Regions from separate parts of the Sus scrofa genome. Here region 1 is linked to region 2. Evidence: chromatin contacts called from public HiChIP or PLAC-seq data. All regions are on one chromosome and are shown on one strand. The core of a region is the stretch at or near the end of the contact, and the rest is flanking DNA. Distances in the headings are between cores, read along the strand shown.

Region 1 (2,700 bases), core at 11-2,510, 480 kb before region 2:
GCTTTGGCATAGGCGGGTGGCTACAGCTCTGATTCGACCCCTAGCCCGGGAACCTCCATATGCCACAGGAGCGGCCCTAGAAAAGGTAAAAAGACAAAAAAAAAAAGCAACCTACTCAAGTATGAACAAAACTTAAAATTCTGGGCATTATACTGAAACTTTCAGCATAGATGATACTTAAGGAATATTTTCTTTCCTCTAGATTTAATTAGCCAAGTCTAGAGACTTCATTCAAAATTCTTAAGAAAAAAAAGTGGCTTATAAATATCGGTTCTATTAGAGCAGAAAAAGAAAAAAGAAAACCTTTATACCACTCTTACTTGGCAAATAGAAACAGTTCAACAATCTTATAAATGTGTTACGAGCTTATCTTTTCCCTACAAAGATAGTCAAACAGCAAATAGACACTGAATGTGGAATAATCAAGCAACAGTTTCCCTTGTTTGTGGTGCCATAATTTGTATTTACTAACCTTTTAGGTCATGGATTTTTTGAAAATTGCATGTCAGTATTCCTTTGTGATTCCTACTCTCCTTTTCCCTTCTCTATTGATATCTGTTACCTTTTGGTCTCCTCACACTGCAATTTTCTCCTTTTATTTTCCTGTTATGCCCACCACACAGTAGAAACCTGGAGTGTAACTGATCCCACCTCCAGTAATCTTTTTCTTATTCTAGAGTTTCCAGATTGGAATGGGAGAAAGAAGACCGAGGTGCCACCCAAGTATTACCTATTGCACAAAGTGTGTGCGGAAGAGCGTCTTCTCGCCCTTCATTTTGTATCTACTTAACTAACGGCGCTATTGTGCCCAAACGCAGGTATTGGCCAAGAACTACATTTCCAAAATGGCTTTATTCCTTTTGAGTTGGCATCAGTCTATAAAATACAATATACTTCCACTGCAACCAACCCTTTTTCTACACCCAATATTACCCAACATACAGAGGCTGAACCTAAGCTACTGTGGACAACAGATTCACATGTGCTTAATTCAGTAGAGAGCCGGAAAAGCCGTTGGACTGATGTTTAAAAAAAAGCGTTAAAAGAAAAAAACCCACAGCAAGCAATCCCAAGAGGCGGGCGTTGCCTGAGATCACACCCTCCCGCCGCCAGGCCCACGGCGAGCACGCCTCCTCGCCGTGGCCACGCCCCCGCCGCCTCGCCCGTGACCACGCCTCCTTCGACCCCGCCCCGCCGCGGCCACGCCCGACGTGCGGCGCGGGAGCCGCCGGGCCGGGGGGCGGGGCCTGTTCCGCCCCTCCCCCCGCCGCCGCCGCCGGCGGCCTCCGCGCGGGCCTCCCAGCCCGTATTCCACTCACTTTGTTCTCCGCCTTTGTCCTAATCCACACCAGCAGGTGGAGCCGCAGTTAAAGTTTCCGAGTCCATTCCGGGAGCGGGAGCCCATCTTGCTCGCCGCAGAGGCCCTCGCTGGAGGAGGAGGGTCAGAGCTCGGGTGCAGCCAATCGCGGGCAACGCTGCTAGTTATCAGAGCAGAATGGGCTGTAGTTTAGTGAAATAGGAAAGCTGCAAAACACAGTGGAGTGTTCCCGTGTAAATAAAAAGAGGAAAAAAAAGTTTCTCAAGTCGCCGCTGCACGACGTCGGGCCGGCGCCGGGGCGGGGGTCTGCGCTCTCCCGAGCGGCCGCGCGCTGGACTTTATTGTGCCGCAACAAGCCCCCGTTCCCATTGTTTGTGTTTTTTTCAAAATATGGCAAAGGTTCAGGTGAACAATGTAGTGGTGCTGGATAACCCTTCTCCTTTCTACAACCCATTCCAGTTCGAGATCACCTTCGAGTGCATCGAGGACCTGTCTGAAGGTGAGTCGGGCGCCCGCCAGCCGCCGGGCTGTCAGTTGCGGGCTGCAGACGTTGAAAGTTTCCCGGGCCCGGCCTCGCGCGGGCAGTCGGTGCTCGGCGCCGGGCGAGCTGCGGTCTCGGCTCTGCGGAGGGAAACTTGAAGTTGATGGACGACGGCCGCCGAGGCGTGCGCGGCGTTCGGCCGCAGCCGGGGCGCCTGCTGCGGCTCAACTTGCGAGGAACTTGTTCGAGCGGAGGTAGCCATGTTGTCAGCTTTGTCTGGCGGGCGGGCGGTTCACGAGACCCGCACTCTCTCCCGCGGCACCGGCCAGGGGTCGCGCCGGGCTGGCCCCGAGCCGCGAATGGCTTCCACGGCCCCCGCGGTCCCGGCGACGAGGTGGAAAGGGAGAGGCATGTGTGTGGTCGCGCCGGCGAGTTAGCAGCGGAGCCATCTTACCAAGAGTAGAGAATTGGGCCACCGACCCCGGCGTCACGACGCCTCCTCTCCGCGGGTGACGAACACGGCGCCCCGCCTGCCCACCTTCCTGCCCCGGAGCGAGAGGCAGATCCATTTTTAGAGCTAATGCCGGAGTTACCGTACACTCCTGGGTGGCCATGCCCGGCCGCTTCGGGGAGGAGAGCGAGGCTGTCCTCGCGCTGATTTCTGGCTCCCTCGACCAACCAGCGGGGGAGGCGGGCGCAGGCTCGGCCCCTCGGCGCCGCGGGCCGGCGACGGCGCTCCCCGGGGGCCGCGGGTGCTCCCGGGCCGGCGCTCCAGGGCCGGCGCCGGGGATGCTCGAGGCGCCTGGGGGATGCTGGCGCGCAGGCTCGCCCCGACCGGCGTGGACTCCTCATCCTTAAGGACCGAAATCTTCTCTCAGGAAGAAAATATTGCTAGCTAGGT
Region 2 (2,700 bases), core at 34-2,533:
AGGGGGGCTGTTTGGGACCTTCACTGCCACTGTTCTCAGCGACGATTAACCGTGTATTGGGCCGTAAAAGAGGTTTGCACAGCACCTACCCATATATTTAAGACCTACCTTGTGTGGCTTATGCTCACCGAGCATGCAAGTTAAAAACAACGGGATTCAACCTCGGATCATAATTGGCCACATCTACTATGATACTGAAAGGAAAACGAAAGAGCCTTTGACACTGCACCAGGTTAAGTGGAAAACCTCGATGTCTCCCCACATTGTAATGTTACAGTCTTATGAGTTTCAAAGGTTTGTCGTTTCTCCCAGAAAAACATCGCAGGTCCGGAAGAATTTCCAGCCTGGGTGCACTCACCTCTTTGATCTTTGCCCTTTTCTCGCGGACAGCGGCGTCGGCCGGCTCCCGGTCAATCGCCCCGATGAGGGGTACTAAGTACACTGGGGGCAGCCTGAACCCCATCCTGTTACTCATCTGGTCCTGGGCCACCTTCTCCTTCTCCATCAGGATATCTCTTTGGATCTCCTCGGGCAGCTTCTGCAGAGTCTCCTTGGCTTCCCTCAAAGCTCGCTCGTGGTTTTCGCGGATCCTGGCCAAGTTGTCCTCTAGGGCGGCCGCGGGGTCCCCGGGAGCGCCCTCTTCACCGGGCCGGGCTCGCCCATCTGCCGCGTCCTCGGCGCGCGCCCCGGGCCCCGGCTTGTGGTCAGCGGCTGGCTGCAGGGCGGGGCTGGAGTGGAACAGGACCCCGCTGAGCAGCTTGGAAGAGTCGGGCAGGAAGAAGATCGCTCCGAAGCAGAGCGTGATGAAGGCGCTGAACACCAACAGCAGCACGAACTTCTCCGTCAGGCGGAAGGCGGAGGGGCCCGACCCCTTTCTGCCGCCGCCGCCGCCGCCGCCGCCGAGCCCCCCACCCAGGCCGCCGCCCAGGCCGCCGCCCGCCGGGCTGCTGAAGAGTGGCAACAGGCCCCCCACCGGCATCGCTCCCGCTGCCACGGCCGCAGGGTTGCCCGCTGTCCAGTGGCCTTGCTCTGCGCCGCTCAGCAGCCAAACTTCGCCGCCGCCCGGCGTCAGCGGCTGCGGGGCTGGGTCCTGTGCATCCAGGCCGCCCAAACCCCCTGCCTGGGCTGCAGGTATCCCTTGGGGAACAACTCCCCTTCGAGTCTTCTCCCCCAAGCGGCTCCTTTGGCAAACAAACACGCGCGACAGACCTCTGGCTGTAGCCCCTGCGGGGAGAGAAACAGTAAAACGTAGTAATTACGATGATGGTGATAAAGTTTCCACCGGTCTCCGCCCTCAGACGGCCGTGCGAGCCACCAGGACAGTTCCCCCTTCACGGAGTTCGGAGTCTGGCTCCCGGCACCGCCCTCGGAAACCACTCTTTGGACTTGGGGTGAAGTTTTCGGGTCTCGGGGGCTGGGTGTCCCGCGCACACCTGGAGCAGGGCCGTGCGCGGGCACCTCCTGGAGAGGGCAGAGCGCCTCCGCACAGGAGAGGCGCAGCGCGGGTGGTGGGCTCGTCAACTTCGCCGGCTCCCCATCCCGAAGCTAGGACTAGCTGTCTCTGCTTCTCAGGCTGAGCGTGCAGTCCGACTGCCCCGCAGCCCTGGATGCTGCTCAGCTGGGCGAGCGCGCCGACCCGCGGGCGAGTGGGAGAGAGCAGGACAGCACTATGCCCTCCACCGCGGCCCCGCGAGCACTACCACCACTGCCGGTCTCTGGGCGGTCGGAAACGAGGGCGGTGACGCGTCCGGAGAGTGATGGCGCGGCAGGGCCAATCGCACGCGGCTCAGGGTCCCGCGGGGGCGGGGCCGAGGCGGGGAGGGGGCAGTGCAGGGAGGGGAGTTACGGGAAGCGCAGCCTCGCAGGGGCCCGGCCGGGGGTGGGGAGGTCGCGGGGCCCGGAGGCGCGAGGCAGCGGGCGGGGCCCGAGGTCGGCGAGTTTATCCCGCGGGGGTTTCGGGCCAGAGGCCCCAGGGGGTGGTTGCTCTAGGGGTGTGGGTTAGGTGCCTGGGCTGATGCGGGATCCCCCTGCGGCCCCCTCGGACCTGCGCCTGGTGGTGCGGGACCTGCCCGGAGGGAGGCCGAATAAGGACGGGGTCTTGCAGAGAACTGCCAGATTTGAACGGTGTGAAGCGCGTCTTTCCTCCAGTTACCCTCTTTTTGCCAAGGGAGGGATTCCCCCATTGCTCCGTTGCAGTTAACCCAAAAGTCCCTCGATGAGGAGCTGTGAATTGGAGAGCTTCTGAGCTCAGCTTTGGAGCTCTCTGGTGGAACATCCTCTAAATCCCAAGAGACCTGCTGGTTTTGTGGCTGCTTGGGAGTCTTCCTATGCATCCTCGCCCCCTTTAAAAAGAAAAAAAAGTTGCGTAGCTCCCCCACCCACTCCCACTTTCAAAATTCATTTACCTCATACAAGTTGGTCATATTTTCCATTTAAAGAAGACAGTTTTATGCTGCCATAACTTCAAGTAATAAATTTCAGCACTGTTGAAATTGTCTTGGATTTGACTACTTCCAGGGAAGTAAGGACTTGGTCCAACAGAAATTGTTTTCAAGACAGCCTTATTTTCCAAAATCTATTCGCAATTCCCCTGTTGCTCTGAAATAAGGGTTATCAGAGAGGAAAAAGTTGCCTGATTTCCCACTTCCCACTTCTGGAAACTAGTTTGTAGCAGTCTTGTCCCATATCCTTTACCCTTCC

Evidence for each region. HiChIP or PLAC-seq counts read pairs in DNA pulled down with a chosen protein or histone mark.
Region 1: an H3K27ac HiChIP or PLAC-seq map of alveolar macrophages shows a contact between it and region 2. The contact joins the promoter of ASF1A here to the promoter of MAN1A1 in region 2. A contact is called at or near these places in 1 of 5 promoter capture datasets (fetal liver) and 1 of 2 datasets of contacts at active chromatin or transcription factors (alveolar macrophages).

The regions. Positions count from the first base shown.
Region 1 is chr1:43,213,579-43,216,278 of Sscrofa11.1, reverse strand. It overlaps ASF1A (histone chaperone ASF1A), which reads left to right and starts at 1,260. Exons shown (of 4, transcript XM_003121238.4): 1 at 1,260-1,817. The coding sequence starts at 1,709. All of the region lies in intron 7 of MCM9 (DNA helicase MCM9), which reads right to left.
Region 2 is chr1:42,728,752-42,731,451 of Sscrofa11.1, reverse strand. It overlaps MAN1A1 (mannosidase alpha class 1A member 1), which reads right to left and starts at 1,283. Exons shown (of 12, transcript NM_213885.1): 1 at 359-1,283. The coding sequence starts at 979.